Regions from separate parts of the Oryctolagus cuniculus genome. Here region 1 is linked to region 2. Evidence: chromatin contacts called from public Hi-C data. All regions are on one chromosome and are shown on one strand. Each heading gives the region's core, a stretch centred on a gene start, on an enhancer-like site or on the middle of the called end of the contact. The rest is flanking DNA. Distances are from core to core; before and after follow the strand shown.

What was found. A called contact is a pair of places that touch in the nucleus more often than the background predicts.
Region 1: a Hi-C map of psoas muscle shows a contact between it and region 2, with 2.7 times the contacts expected there. The contact joins the enhancer-like site here to the promoter of HACD1 in region 2. A contact is called at or near these places in 3 of 6 Hi-C or Micro-C datasets (ear pinna, psoas muscle and an unstated tissue).

The regions. Positions count from the first base shown.
Region 1 is chr13:43,901,176-43,907,950 of mOryCun1.1, forward strand. No RefSeq gene overlaps it. Among named protein-coding and RNA genes, the nearest start is that of TMEM236, 8.2 kb to the right of the region's middle. Within about 2 kb of position 4,891, at least 1 of the 8 cell types and tissues checked has an H3K27ac peak or open chromatin away from gene starts, as enhancers often do.
Region 2 is chr13:43,788,398-43,795,117 of mOryCun1.1, forward strand. HACD1 (3-hydroxyacyl-CoA dehydratase 1) reads right to left here and starts at 3,521. Exons shown (of 7, transcript XM_051821433.2): 1 at 3,212-3,521. The coding sequence starts at 3,444.

The sequences.
Region 1 (6,775 bases), core at 3,641-6,140, 110 kb after region 2:
TCTGACACTATAGAATTTTGATTTATTTGATATGTGGATTCTTCTTGATTGGCCCAACTATCATAGGATCAGCAACTGCTGTATCTTGGAAGAATCTGAAGGATGAGCAAACTGTTCATAATTTTCTGATATGTTATACTACTGTTAGCTGTTGACCTCATGTTTAATTTACTGTTAGAGACTCAAGCAATGAATCATGTGTGTCTTTTTTTAAATAATAATTTGAATTTTCTGGAGAAGATAATTTATATACAAGCAACTTCAGAGCTTTATTTTCTAGCAGCATCAGAAATGACTCCCTGAAGTACCATTTTCTTATCAAACCTCAAGAACTAGAGAGTACTACAGACTTTTATCAATAGAAACAATTCCATAAAAATTATGCAGCTATAAAATGTCTAGCCTGGCATAATTCTAAAGATGCTAAAATCTTCTATTCCCCACACTGTATCATAGTTGTTAGAATACAGATTCCCAGTCTGTCTGCAAGGAGATTGTGATTTAATTGATCTGGGATAGGACTAGAAAGCTGTAGTTTATCAAGTGCCCCAAGTCATCCTTCGGTCTCACTAGTTTGGACAACAGTGATTCTATAATTTCCGTTAAGTCTATATGTTCTTCAAAATAAAGACTATTAAAATATTCTGGTCAGGATTCCATATATTATATGATAGAACCTCCTCCTTTTGAAGTAAGTCACCTTACTCATTTGGTCTAAGGCTTCACTAACATTCTGAGATCACAGTCCCCTTTGAAAAGCTGAATAAAGATGTGGAACTTCCAATGCTCCTGCCTGAAGTTTTACACATAATTGCAGGTGCTTCAGAGACACTTAGAACTCATTTATGTAGCCTGTCTTTTGAACACCTGTCCTATAGAGTCAGTCTAAATTTCCCTAGCCTAATATCAAGATTTTCTGTTATCTTGCTCCACCCTACCAATGGAGCCTCTTAATATTGTCATTATAGCTAGGAGCTGTGAAGATGGATAAATTTTACAGATGATATTCCTGAACATATGAAAAAATTAGCAAAGGAACCTATATGATTACCTATAAGTCTACATGTTCTTCAAAACACTTTTTTATTAAGAAAATATTCTTTTTTTAAAAGGTTTGTTTATTAGTTTGAGAGGGAGAGTTGCAGAAGGAGGGCGAGAGAGAGCTCTCATCCACTGGTTCACTCCCCAAATGGCTGCAATGGCTGGAGCTGGGCTGATCTGAAGCCAGGAGCCAGGAGCTTCTTTAAGGTGTCCCAAGTGGGTGCAGGGGCCATCCTCTGCTGCTTTCCCAGGCTATTAGTTGGGAGCTGGATCAGAAGTAGAGCAGCCACATGGGATGCCACTGCTGCAGGTGGTGGCTTAACCTGCTATGCCACAGCGCTGGCCCCCTTTAGAAAATATTCTAGCAGGATCCCATGTGTTACAATCATTGGCATCTTCCAGGAAAGATGATAAAGGAGACTGTTGATTAATGTGTTCCTTTCTTCTATCCCCAGGGACACAGCCTCTTGTATGTAGAGTGTGATTTGGGGCCCTGTCATAGCACCACAACTCATTCTTACAGCACAGTGCTGAGTCCAGGTGTTCATCTCAGGCTTGGCCAGAGTCTTGCCAAAACATTTTTCAGCATCAGCAAATCTAGATCCTACTAATAATTATATTTGTCGGGTCATTCAACATCCTTAATTATTGAGGCTAATGGATTTATTTCCAGTCCAAATCAATCCATCAATAGTCTGATACTGGCCCTGTTTTACAAGTTCAAAGTCGTGTTATCATAATGGAGGAGAGGCATTTAGATTAATGCCTTGCCAGATTCTAAGTAACTATTAAAAATAGAAACTAAAGCATATCTGTGGTAGTAATTTAAACCACGTGTTTTGCTTCTGTATTTAATTATGATTAGCTAGCTGTTTACATGTAATTGGTTTGTCTACAATTAAATAACACAGGACTGAAAAATTTGCTCCAATGAATGGTGACTTTTTGAAAACATAAATGTAAACAGTTATAAAATATAACCCCAATTCTTTGTATGTATTCCTCATTTCTTTAATTCTGATTGTCTCAATTTAACAATAACAGAATTGAAGATGGAATTTAGCAGGTGAGTCCTAGTGGGATCTAATGATGAATAACTGGACAGAAAAGTTAGCACAGCAAGTCTGACTGCTTTCTTTTGAAAGACCTATTACCAGGTTTCCCTTAGCTGCTGTCTGGGAACCTGGATTTGGGGAATGTTACCACTGTTCCCAGAACTGACAAAAGTAGCTTGCTATGCCTAAATGATTTGCCCAACTTACAAGGTTTATGCTGAACCCTTGTTTTCCTTCTGGGAGTCTAGGCAAAGAGTACCTACAGAATCCGTGCCCAGTGAAAACCCCAGGCACTGAGTCTCCAGTGAGCTTTCCTGCTGGCAACATTTCATGTGTTGTCATTGCTTGTTACTCGAGGACTAATCATGTCCATTACCCATGTGACTCAATTGGGAGAAGGCCCTTGGATTGTGCCTCCTTTCTCCTGAACTTCATCCTGTACGCCTTCTCTCACCACTAAGTTTGCTTCAAGTACAATATTCTGAGTCCTGTGAGTCCTCATGACAAATTGTTGAAACTGGTAGTCTTCGGATCTTTCCAAGATATTGTCAATGTGTTGTATTTAATTCATTTATTTACAAATGAATAAGGGAAATAAAACACTCAAGTTTGAAACTATAGTACAAGATTAGAATTTAATAGTTTAAGAAATCATAAGGACTAATATTGTTTCCAGCTAGGCTGGACATGTTTTGTAGCAACTTTAATAGTTTTTTTTTTTTTTATTAGGACGCTGAAGAGAGTCTAGGGACAGGCATTTGGCTAGCAGTTAAGACGCTGCTTAGGATGCTCACTTGCCATGTGCCTGGGTTTGGGTCCTGGGCCAAGCTTCCTGATAAGGCACACTGTGAGAGGCACCAGGTGATGGCAAATTGGTGGGTCCCTGCTGTCTATGTGACAAGGAAGGTTCCCTCTGTTTTAACCCTATGAGGTTAAAGCTGAGAAGCCACTGGGGGAGGGGGGCTTTTGATGAGGTGAAGCCTTTGACTTGCCTCATTGAATGTTTATAAAGCTCAATTGGCCATATTTACAGAATATAAGATACAATATTTTTTGTTTTTAAAGATTTACTTATTTATTTGAAAGTCAGAGTTACACAGAGAAAGAGAGGCTGAGAGAGAGAAAGACAGAGAGAGAGAGACAGAGACAGAGAGAGAGGTCTTCCATCTGCTGGATCACTCCCCAGTTGGTCGCAATGGCCAGAGCTGTGCTGATCTGAAGCCAGGATCCAGGAGCTTCTTCCAGGTCTCCCACGTGGGTGCAGGGGCCCAAGGACTTGGGCCATCTTCCAGTGCTTTCCCAGACCATAGCAGAGAGCTGGATCGGAAGTGGAGCAGCCGGGACTTGAACCGGCGTCCATTTGGGATGCCAGCACAGTAGGCGGCAGCTTAACCCCGCTACACCACAGTGCCGGCCCTAAGATACAATCTTATATTGCTTAACTATGGGGATACCTTTTAAGAAAGTTATCTTTAGGTGACTTGTCCTTGTGTGAATGTCACAGCACATACTTAAACCTCAGTAGTATAGCCTAGTATGCAGACAGGCTGTGTGGGGTAGCCTACTGCTCCCAGGCTATGGATAGCATAGTACCGTCCTGAATATTGTAGGCACCTGTAGCACAATGATACGTATTTGTGTATCTGAACAGGTTTGTGTACACCAGCATCACCACAGACCCATGAGTAATGTCTTGTACCACTGCTGTGATGTCACTAGGCGATAGGAATGTTGCAGCACCATTGTAATCACATGGGACCACTGTGAGCTATGTAGTTCATTGTTGACTGAAACAGCCTGATGTGGTGCTTGGCTGGATATTGTCTTCCACAAGACTCGTACCTTTATAGCCTGAATTTTTTAAAATGGGGAACTTAGGTTAGAAGATTCCAGTCCCACAATATCAACTCAAATCTTCACAGAACAAACCGAATCTGCACCACCCAGTGGAGTTAGAGAGCACTGCATACAGGCAAACCACTTGAATTTCAACTATTTTATCCATGTTGACCAAATTAAGTGAATAATTATTATTCTCGCTTATTTTGTGAGAATATGGGCAGCATTACTACCTGGTTTCAAGTTATTTTAAGTAATCAAAACTTGAAGAGCTGCAACTGTATTAAGTCTTCAGCAGTGAGGCTTTGGGAAATTTAGGAGAAAACATCTGTGTAAATTTTGGGATAAGTTTATGCAAATTGTTTACAGATGTACTACATTTAAATAAGTCTTATTTGCTTAAACTTGTTACTCTGAAATACTGAAAGGATAACTCAAATTGTGGAAGTCTTGAAAAATAAAATTGTAGAATCATAGAATGTAGTAACTTCCTTTTTTCTTTAAGATTGTTTCTCCAGTTCTAAGATCCTATTTACACAATTTGTGTGCTGTTGTAAGACCTGAGTAATTATAGTAGAAAAACATTTCAAGGAGCACAATGATTCTTAATAATTTAAAAAATTCTCTACCTTTTGTTAGAATACAGTTACCAGTTTTATAAAAGAGTTGCAAAAGGGAATATGCTATTGTCGTTGGTCTTACAAATTTGCTCTTACAAATATTTAATAGCCTGAAAGTTGAAATTTTACTTTGTCTTACATTATAAACTTTGGTAAAAGGGCATATATCACATGGTAACATAATCTTACTAAATTCTTTCCAAGTGATTTATTTGCTAACACACACTTTTGAGGATTAGCAACTCTTTGGAAATTACAACTAATCAGTAATTAGGCCCAGAGGTAGACTTTCACCTGTTCCGTAGGCTGTCTGTGCAGCGTGATCCTGACGGCAGCTTCATTACCACCAGCGCTTGCCTTTTTGCACATCAACGCCAAATGATCACAGGAAACAAACCACGGATATGCCAGGACATTCCTGGCAGTTTTCACATTTTGCTTCCCAGACTGTATACTGAAAACAATGAACAAACCTTGAGATTAAAAATGATCTTACTAACAATTTCAGAGACTTTCAGTTTTTGACTTCCTGCCTGCAGGAAGGAAATGACAGTTGGAAGTGTGGAGAACAGGTGTTCCCTTGGACAGAATGATATCTTCTGCTTACTAAAATAAAAAACACTGCATCAACACTCCTACATGGAAGTGAATTCTAACCACAAGACTCAGTTTTTCCACCACAGATCCAGCTTCAGAAAACCAATCTGTTTTCTACCAGGAAGTTGTTGAACCCAGCAATAAATAGGAGTCTGAGATACAAGATTCTTCACAGCCCAAGTCAAGGGTCTGAGGCTTGGAGATGTCGCTTTCCCTGTCCTCCCAGTTACTGGCAGCACAGTGGCATGGCAGATTCGTCAGGGGACTTAGAAGGGAAAGAATCAGGACTGGAGTAAACAGGTCCCAGCTGAAGAGCAGGTGATTTTTAAAGCTTTTCTCACCTCCCTCTGTCTTTGTCTCCCAGTGAGGGTCTGGATTATTTCCTCATGGTAGCTTAGTTTTGGCCTAATGACATTCTTTTGCTTTGCTAGACCAGCTGGTTGCTCTATTATTCATGAAGGAACGTGTCCTGCCTTCCATTCTGTTGATAGGTGGTTGGTACCTGAGAAAGGCTAAAGCTTAAAATAATTAAAGGCTCTGTCTTGGACCAGAAAAACCTTAGACAGTCCTCTACAGCCTCTTCTGGTAATGGTTCAAATCCTTTATACAGTATGCACTTTTGAGGATGCACGGATTCAGGAAGATATTGTAGCACTAGCATTTGTAAAGTCTTTGTTGGTGCTTAGAAAGGATCATAGTCTTTTCCTAACATGCATCATGAAATGAATAATCCTGCAAACCATAGGGACCATGTCTTTTCTTTCTCATTTGGAGATCCTACAGAGTCATGGCATGGCAGAAGGAGATGTGGTAGCTTTAATTGGGCCTAAGCAAGGGAATTAAGGTATGTGGGCTCAATGACTATATAGATTATATTGGCACAGATTGTACACGATTTCTCCTTCTGAAATATCTGTGTAAAAGCCAGCATTTCCTTGCAGTTAAAGAGGAATTAGCTATTGTTGAAGGCCTGCACATTTCCCCTACCGCTTACCAATCCTCCTACAGTTCATTCTTTCCAAATACATATTAAGGGCCTGCTACATGCTGAGAAATATTGTACCCTGCCTCCAAGGAGCTTATGATTTTGTGGAGGGCCCTGTGTGTAAAGAAATGATATAGGGAGGTAAGTGCTACCCAGAAGTATTCAAATAGTGTTTAGCACAAAGGAGAAAATGTTCACTTTCCCTTGGAGAAGGAGGGTAGGAAAGGCTGCACAGAGGAGAAAGCTCTTAACATGGATGATGGAGGGTGGTGATCATACTTTCTAGCCCTGTCCTGAGTGGGAAAGATGGCTCAACCCCCCCCCCCCCAACAATTACTCAAGACTGTCCCCTGTCTTCTGCTTGCATTTTTGCTGTTTTTGCCTCTAGCACTACCACTAACACGATAAGTGGAAGTGAAATTTGTTTATTCGGCTTATGCTTAAGGAAAAAAGAGGGAAAACAAATCAGTGCAGGAAAGGGTAAAAAAAAATTAGACCACAAAAGTTTTATTAAATTGGAATTACTTTTAAAATGTCTCATAGTCTCAAATTGTTCTCTAAATTGTATGCTTGTGAAATACTCAACTATGGCAATATTAATATAAAATGAAAACTCTTTCTACCCCATCTGGTCCTTC
Region 2 (6,720 bases), core at 2,271-4,770:
TCACATGACATAGGATGACGCACTTACACATGTGGGCTCGAGTTGATAAGCAAAATGAGAGAGAAAGAAAAATGCTCACTACCCTAACCAAGAACCTGCTATTAGTTAGTTCCCTAAAAATTCTGAGACCGTGGCTGGCGCCATGGTTCGCTTGGTTAATCCTCCACCTATGGCGCCAGCATTCCATATGGGCGCCGAGTTCTAGTCCCAGTTGCTCCTCTTCCAGTCCAGCTCTCTGCTGTGGATCGGGAGTGCAGCAGAGGATGGCCCAGGGGTTTGGGTTCCTGCAACCGAATGGGAGACCAGGAGGAAGCACCTGGCTCCTGGCTTTGGATCGGCATAGCTCCGGCCGCAGCGGCCATTTGGGGGGTGAACCAACGAACGGAAGGAAGACCTTTCTCTCTGTCTCTCTCTCTCACTGTCTAACTATATATGTCAAATAAAAAAAAAATTCAGAGATCCTTTAAAGGTGTTAATTCTACTACTAGGACTTCAACAACAAATAAAAGCAAATAGCGACATTATTTAATCCATTATTATACATTAACTCTATACACTCTTATGTATAATTATGGAAACTATATAGAAATACTTGACAGTTAAATGAAAATAGAAAACAGGAAGAATACAACAGAGCAGGTATTATAACCATCCTTTAAAGTATGTATTCACTCATTCAATAAGTATTTATTGAATGCTTCAAGGAGTTTACACCCTAATGGGGATGACAGACAATAAGCAATGGCAAATTAGTAAAATACACAAAAGTAAAATACACATGAAGATTTCATTATAACTTGAAGACAGTTAAATATGCATATGAAAGATGATAAAAAATGAGTGGCTATGCTAGGTTTACAGAATTAGGTCCCTTTTCACATTTATGTAATTATATTTATGGTAATTCTTAAGTACTATTTTATTGTCTTCAAAATTACAAAAAAAAAAAAAACTCTAAAGTTCTGCTAAGAGAAATAAACAACTGAGTTAAATGAGTAAACAGAACCTTAGCTAATCCTCTGCTTCCCACCCCCATGAAATGTGTGTCTTTGTCTCAGTTTCAACACTATGGTTTTCCCAACCTTATTTACTTCTGCTCTCCAACACCATCCTTCAATTCAATAAAGAAACCGTACCAGGCTAGCAGGTCATGTCTATTTCTAGAATGTATCTCATTTAAAATGTCCACTGCGTGGGTCCAACACTGTGGCGCAGTGGTTAAAGCTGCTGCCTGCAGTGCCAATGTCCCATATGGGTGCTGGTTCAAGTCTTGCGGCTCTTCTTTTAATCCAGCCCACTGCTTATGGCCTGGGAAAGCAGTTGAAGATGACCCAAGTGCTTGGGCCCCTGCATCCCTGTGGGAGACCAGGAAGAAGCTCCTGGCTCCGGGCTTCAGATCTGTTTAGCTCTGGCCATTGTGGCTATTTGAGGAGTGCATGAGTAGATGGAATACCTCTCTCTCTCCCCCCTCTCTCTGTAACTCTGCCACTCAAATAAATTTTAAAAATTTTTTTAAAAAAGGAGAAATCACTTAATTCTGCTCAGGTGAGGGAGAACACCTAGTGAAGTTCAAAGAGGCTGACTGATTAGACAGAAGTCTTGGGAGAAATGAGGACACTACACCAGAAGTGAACAGGCTGTGCAAAGATGGGGGGAGCCATGAAAACGTGGTGTTTCTGAAAATGTGTCAGAGATGTCACATGCAAGAAAATCAGAAAGGACAAGCAGGGAGCATACTGCAAACACTCCCGAGTGACACCCCAAGTCCCTTAGATTAGGGTGGAAGTGACTGAGAGTCGCCAAAGACTCAACACTGGAATTAGGCGCTGATTTTCATTTTTGAAATGGTAACCTGGCTTTAGAAATGGAGAGTGGACTTGGAAAAAAAGAGACAGCTAAACCAGTTAACACATGGCAAGTGTGCCAGAAATGTTGACGGGAGGAGACTACCACCGAGAGGTCCTGCATCTCCTACTGTCATCTAAAGGCAGCAGCACGTGAGATTATAAAATTAAGGCAGGCGGGAAAATGAAAAGTAGCACAGCCCTGGAGTCAAAGTAAGGGAGTCGGAATCCACAGATGACACTGGCTGGCTGGGATCTGCAGCTAGGGACTTCATCGCTCTGTGCCTCAGTTTCCCAATCTATGCTAACACCACGTACCCCTCACAGGACTAGAGAGGACTAAAAACGCGGTAACTAAAATAACCAGCACGGTTCATTTTACCACGTGTGGTATTCAGCACCGCGCGCTAAGCACCTAACAGATACTCAATACCACCCTCGGCAACTTAAACTCTTGTCCATCAGCTTCTTATAAACACTGAAAAACAGTTTTAACTTTCCCCTCCGCATACTTCATAATACTTCGTGTGATAATGGGAAAACTGCCGTTTTAAAAGCCAGTGCGATTTAGAAAGGAAAAATCATTTTCCCAGCAGGTTCTGATACGCAGTTGACACAGAACTCACTTCGACAGCTCACTGAAGAGCTAAAGTCACTGTGTAACGTTAGTCAGGATACACGTTCGGGGTATCAGTCAGGGAGCATGAGGCCCTAAAGATGCTGGACACGGCGGCCAGGCTCCCATAAGGTAGGGTCCCAGCTGAGAAACTCTGGGACCTACTGTGATTTAAAAAAAAAATAAAAAGTCACGGTGAAACAGAGTTCAGAAAACTCTGCCCGCACGAGGAAGTGCCCAGGAAACGGATCTGGGCCACCGGCCGGACAGCTCCGCGCTCGGGGGGTTGGCCGGACCCGGGCGCTTCTTGCACAGCAGCCGGAGGCGGCGGCACCGGGGGCGGCCGCGCCGCAGTCGCCTCCCCCGCGGGTCGGCCCCGCATTCCTGCCCGGGTCTATACTTAACCTCCGGCCCGCGCCCCGCGGCCGCCGCGCCACGCCGTGCACCGTATTAGGCAATGCCCAGCGAGCCGAGCCCCGGCCCCCCCGCCCCGCTCCGCTCCATTCAACCCGGCGGCCGCGGCCGTGGCGGCGCCCGCGCCCCTCCCCCACGCCGGCCGCCCGCGCCCCGGCGCCGCGCCGCGACCACCCGCGAACCGCCGCGCGCGCCCGCGCCCGGCCCGCTCGCCCCCCGCGCCCAGCCCCGCCCGCCGGCCAGCCCGGCCCCCGCCCCGAGCCCCTCAGGTCCCCGGCGCGGAAGCTAGCGGAGGCCTGGGAGCCGGGGGCGAGGGAGACGGCGGGGGCGCACGTACCCCGCGGTCATGGCGATGTTGTAAAAGGTGAGCCAGACGGTGGCCAGCAAGCCGCGCCGCCGCCTCTTGCCGGCGGCCTCCTTCTCCTCGCTGGCCTCCGAGGCGCCGCCGTTGGTGCCGTCCTCCTCGCTGGACACCATGGTGGCCACGCACCCGAGGGCCGTGGACGAGAGGGGCAGGGGAGTGGGAGGGGGCCCTGCCGCGCGCGCCGCCGCCTCGGTCAGCCGCCCCATGTGCCGCGTGCAGGGGGACTCAGCGCCGCCAGCCGGGCCGCCGCGAGGGGGAGGAGCGGGCGCCCCCGGCCGCCGCCCGCCGCCCGCCCCGCCCCTGCCCCCGCCTCTCGGGAGCGCGCGCGCGCCGGGGGCCGGGGCGGCCGGCCTGGACACGGGGGGCTCTGGGCCGCGGGAGCCGCTGCTGAGGCGTTGTAGGCGGCTCGGTGGAAAAATCTCCCCGCGTGCTAGCAGCAGGGGGACGTGTTCCTAGAGAGACGCGCAGACGGCAGGTGCCCTGGGAAGTGCGCCTTGGCGAGTGCGGCTGCCCGGGGCCAGGCGCGGGGAAAGTGCTTTTGTGGGTGCGGGAGCCGGTGGCGGGACCCTCCGCCGAACACTTTGCGGAGCGGAGGCGAGCGGCCACGTCGCGCCGTGTGCTCTTTGGCGGGGCGGGGAGAATGCGAGCGTGTCGCGCGCGCCTGCACTGCTGCAGAAGACGCTGCCCTGGTGGCACGGATTTCAGTTCCGCGCCGACGTGTCGTCGGGAAGCTGGCGGGGACGAGGCCGGGGCCAGGCGGCGGGGAAGAGCCGTTCCAAGCCCTGGGGCCAGCGAGAGCGCCGTGTGGCCCGCGGGGAAGCGAGCCCCTCCGAGCCCCGTATCCCGTTCCTCCCTGAGTCCACGCGTTTTCCAAACGGCGCTTCCCTGAGTTAGGCTCTGGAGTCGGGTTACTGAAATCCAATCCCCAGATCCCTGACTCCGCCCATCTTATTAGCGGAGGGAACTAGTTTCTTCAGGAAGAATTTTGTCTTTGAGCCACAGTGGAGGGCCGTGGGAAGATTTAAGTGACTGTATCCATGAAAAAAGTGCGAACAGGCCTGGAACCGTCCCACCGCCACCTCCCTTTACTTCATCCCGAAAGAGAAATTCTGCGCCGGTCGGTGGAAGTCCCCTGCTTGTTAGGCGGCTCTCCTGGCCCCCGAGCCCAGCCACGGGCAGCCAGGATCCCGTTCAGGAGCTCCTCGGGTGTGGAGTGGACGCCAGCGACTGAGCGCACCGAAGGGGAGGAACCGGGACCCCGTGCGCCCGGGTCTTAGCTCTGGGAGCTTCGTCCCGGAGGCCCCGCCGGCGTTCTCGGGGGTTTTAGAAGGCCTTCAGCAAGAAGTTCCTGTGGGGAAAGAGCGAGATAGGAGGCAGGTGTAGTAGCTGGAGGGTGCTCAGCCTTACCGGAAACTATGAACTCATCTAAAAAGGCACTGAAGTAGAAAAGGAAGAAATAAAATTACTTGCAAATGACAACACTGCATAATTTTAAAAGACTGGTAATCATGAGGAAGCCTAAAGAAAAAGCTACTGGAAACTAGTGGCAATGTAATGAAAATCTGTATTTTTTTTTCTGTATGCTAGCAAAGAACTGGAAAATGAAATATAAAATAACTGTATGGCTGTACTATGGTCATCAGCATCCAAAACAAAGTATACACAAAACATAAATTACATACAGATATATATATATAAAACCAAGAACTGTACGCTGAAAATTATAAATCGTTGCTTAAAATAAAAATCACTGTTGAGAGAAATGAAAAATATAGATAATCCATGTTCTTGAAATGGAAGACATCTCTGTTAAATGACATTTGTCCCCAAATCCTAACAGGACTTTTTTTTTTTATTTGACCACTTAATGGCTAAGATTTAGATGGAAATGCATAGAAAGAACAAAGTTGGAGCACATGCACACCTGATTTTAAAACTTACTCTAAAACTACAGTTTTCCGTACAAGGTAGTAGGCATCAGAAAGGCCTACTGGTCCACAAAACAAAATGAGTCCTCATATGCATTCATGTGTATACAGTCCATTTCTAAAAAGAAGCTAAAGTAATTCAGTGTGAAATGCAATCTTTTCACTAAATGGAGCAATTGAATATTCTTGTAAGAAATGAATCTTGGCCCTTACCTTACAACAGAGACAAGTAACTTGAAATAGATCAGGCCCCTAAATAGAAAAGCTGAAGCTCTAATACTTGTACAAGAAAACGCAGCAAAATCTTTGTGACCTTGGGGAAGGTGATTTCTTAGGTACAAAAAAGTACTAAGAAAAGGCAGATTCAGCATCAAAATGTAAAAGTCTGTTCTTCCAAAAACATTTAAAGAGTGGAAGTATTCACAATATGTGTGTCTGAAAAGACCTTGCATACCTGATATATAAAGAATCCTTGCAACTCAATAAAAACAGCCTGATTTTTTAAGTGAGCAAAGATCTGAATAGATACTTTACAAAGAAGCTAACAGAGGTAGTCATTTAGCAATGCAAATTAATCCCACAGTGAGATATACTATACTACACTTACCACTGCTAAAGTGGTTAATAATTTTAAACCTTGGCAAAGATGTGAAGCAACTGGCATTCTCACAGAAAGTTAAAGAGAACAGTACTTTGGAAAATAATTTGGCAATTTCTTACAAACACGTACTTGCCAATAGATCCAGAAATTCCATTCTTATTTAAGGACAAGAAATGAAAATATATTTCACACAAAGACTTGGACACAAATATTCATAGCAGTTTTAGTCATAGTAATCCCAAACTAAAAATATCCCATATATCCATCAACACAGAAGAGACCAATTGTATTGTATTGTATTGGTATAATGGGATATTGCTCAACAATAAAAAGGAATAAACCACTATATAAGCAGCATGAATGAATCTCAAACTGTATGGTGCCTGAAAGAAGGCAGACTTAAAAAAAAAAAAAGTAGTACATGATTACTGTTATATGAAACTCTAGAAAAAGAAAATTAAGCTAGAGTGAACAAAATAAAAATAATGTTGCCTGGGGCTGGAGATGTTTTTGAATAGAAGAGATACTTTTTAAAACTTATTTACTTTTATCTTCTTGAAAGTTTGAGAAACAGGAAGATCTTCCATCTGCTGGTTCATTCACCAAATGCCTGCAATAGCCAGAAATGGGCCAGGCTGAAGCCAGGAGCCAGGAAATCCATCTGTGTCTCCCATGTGTATGACTGGGACCCAAATGCTTGAGCCATCATCTGCTGCCTCCCAGGGTGCATTAGCAGGATGGTAGATTGGAAGCAGAAGAGCCAAGACTCAAACCAGCACTCTGAAATGGGATGTAGGCATTGCAAGCCATGGCTTAAAACACAGGAATGTTTTTGATATAATGCAAATGTTTAATGAGTTGATTACAGAGGTATATATATTTGTCAAGCCAGAACAGATAGGGGCTGGCATTGTGGCACATCTTATCCAGTTCCTTGCTAATGTGCCTGGGAA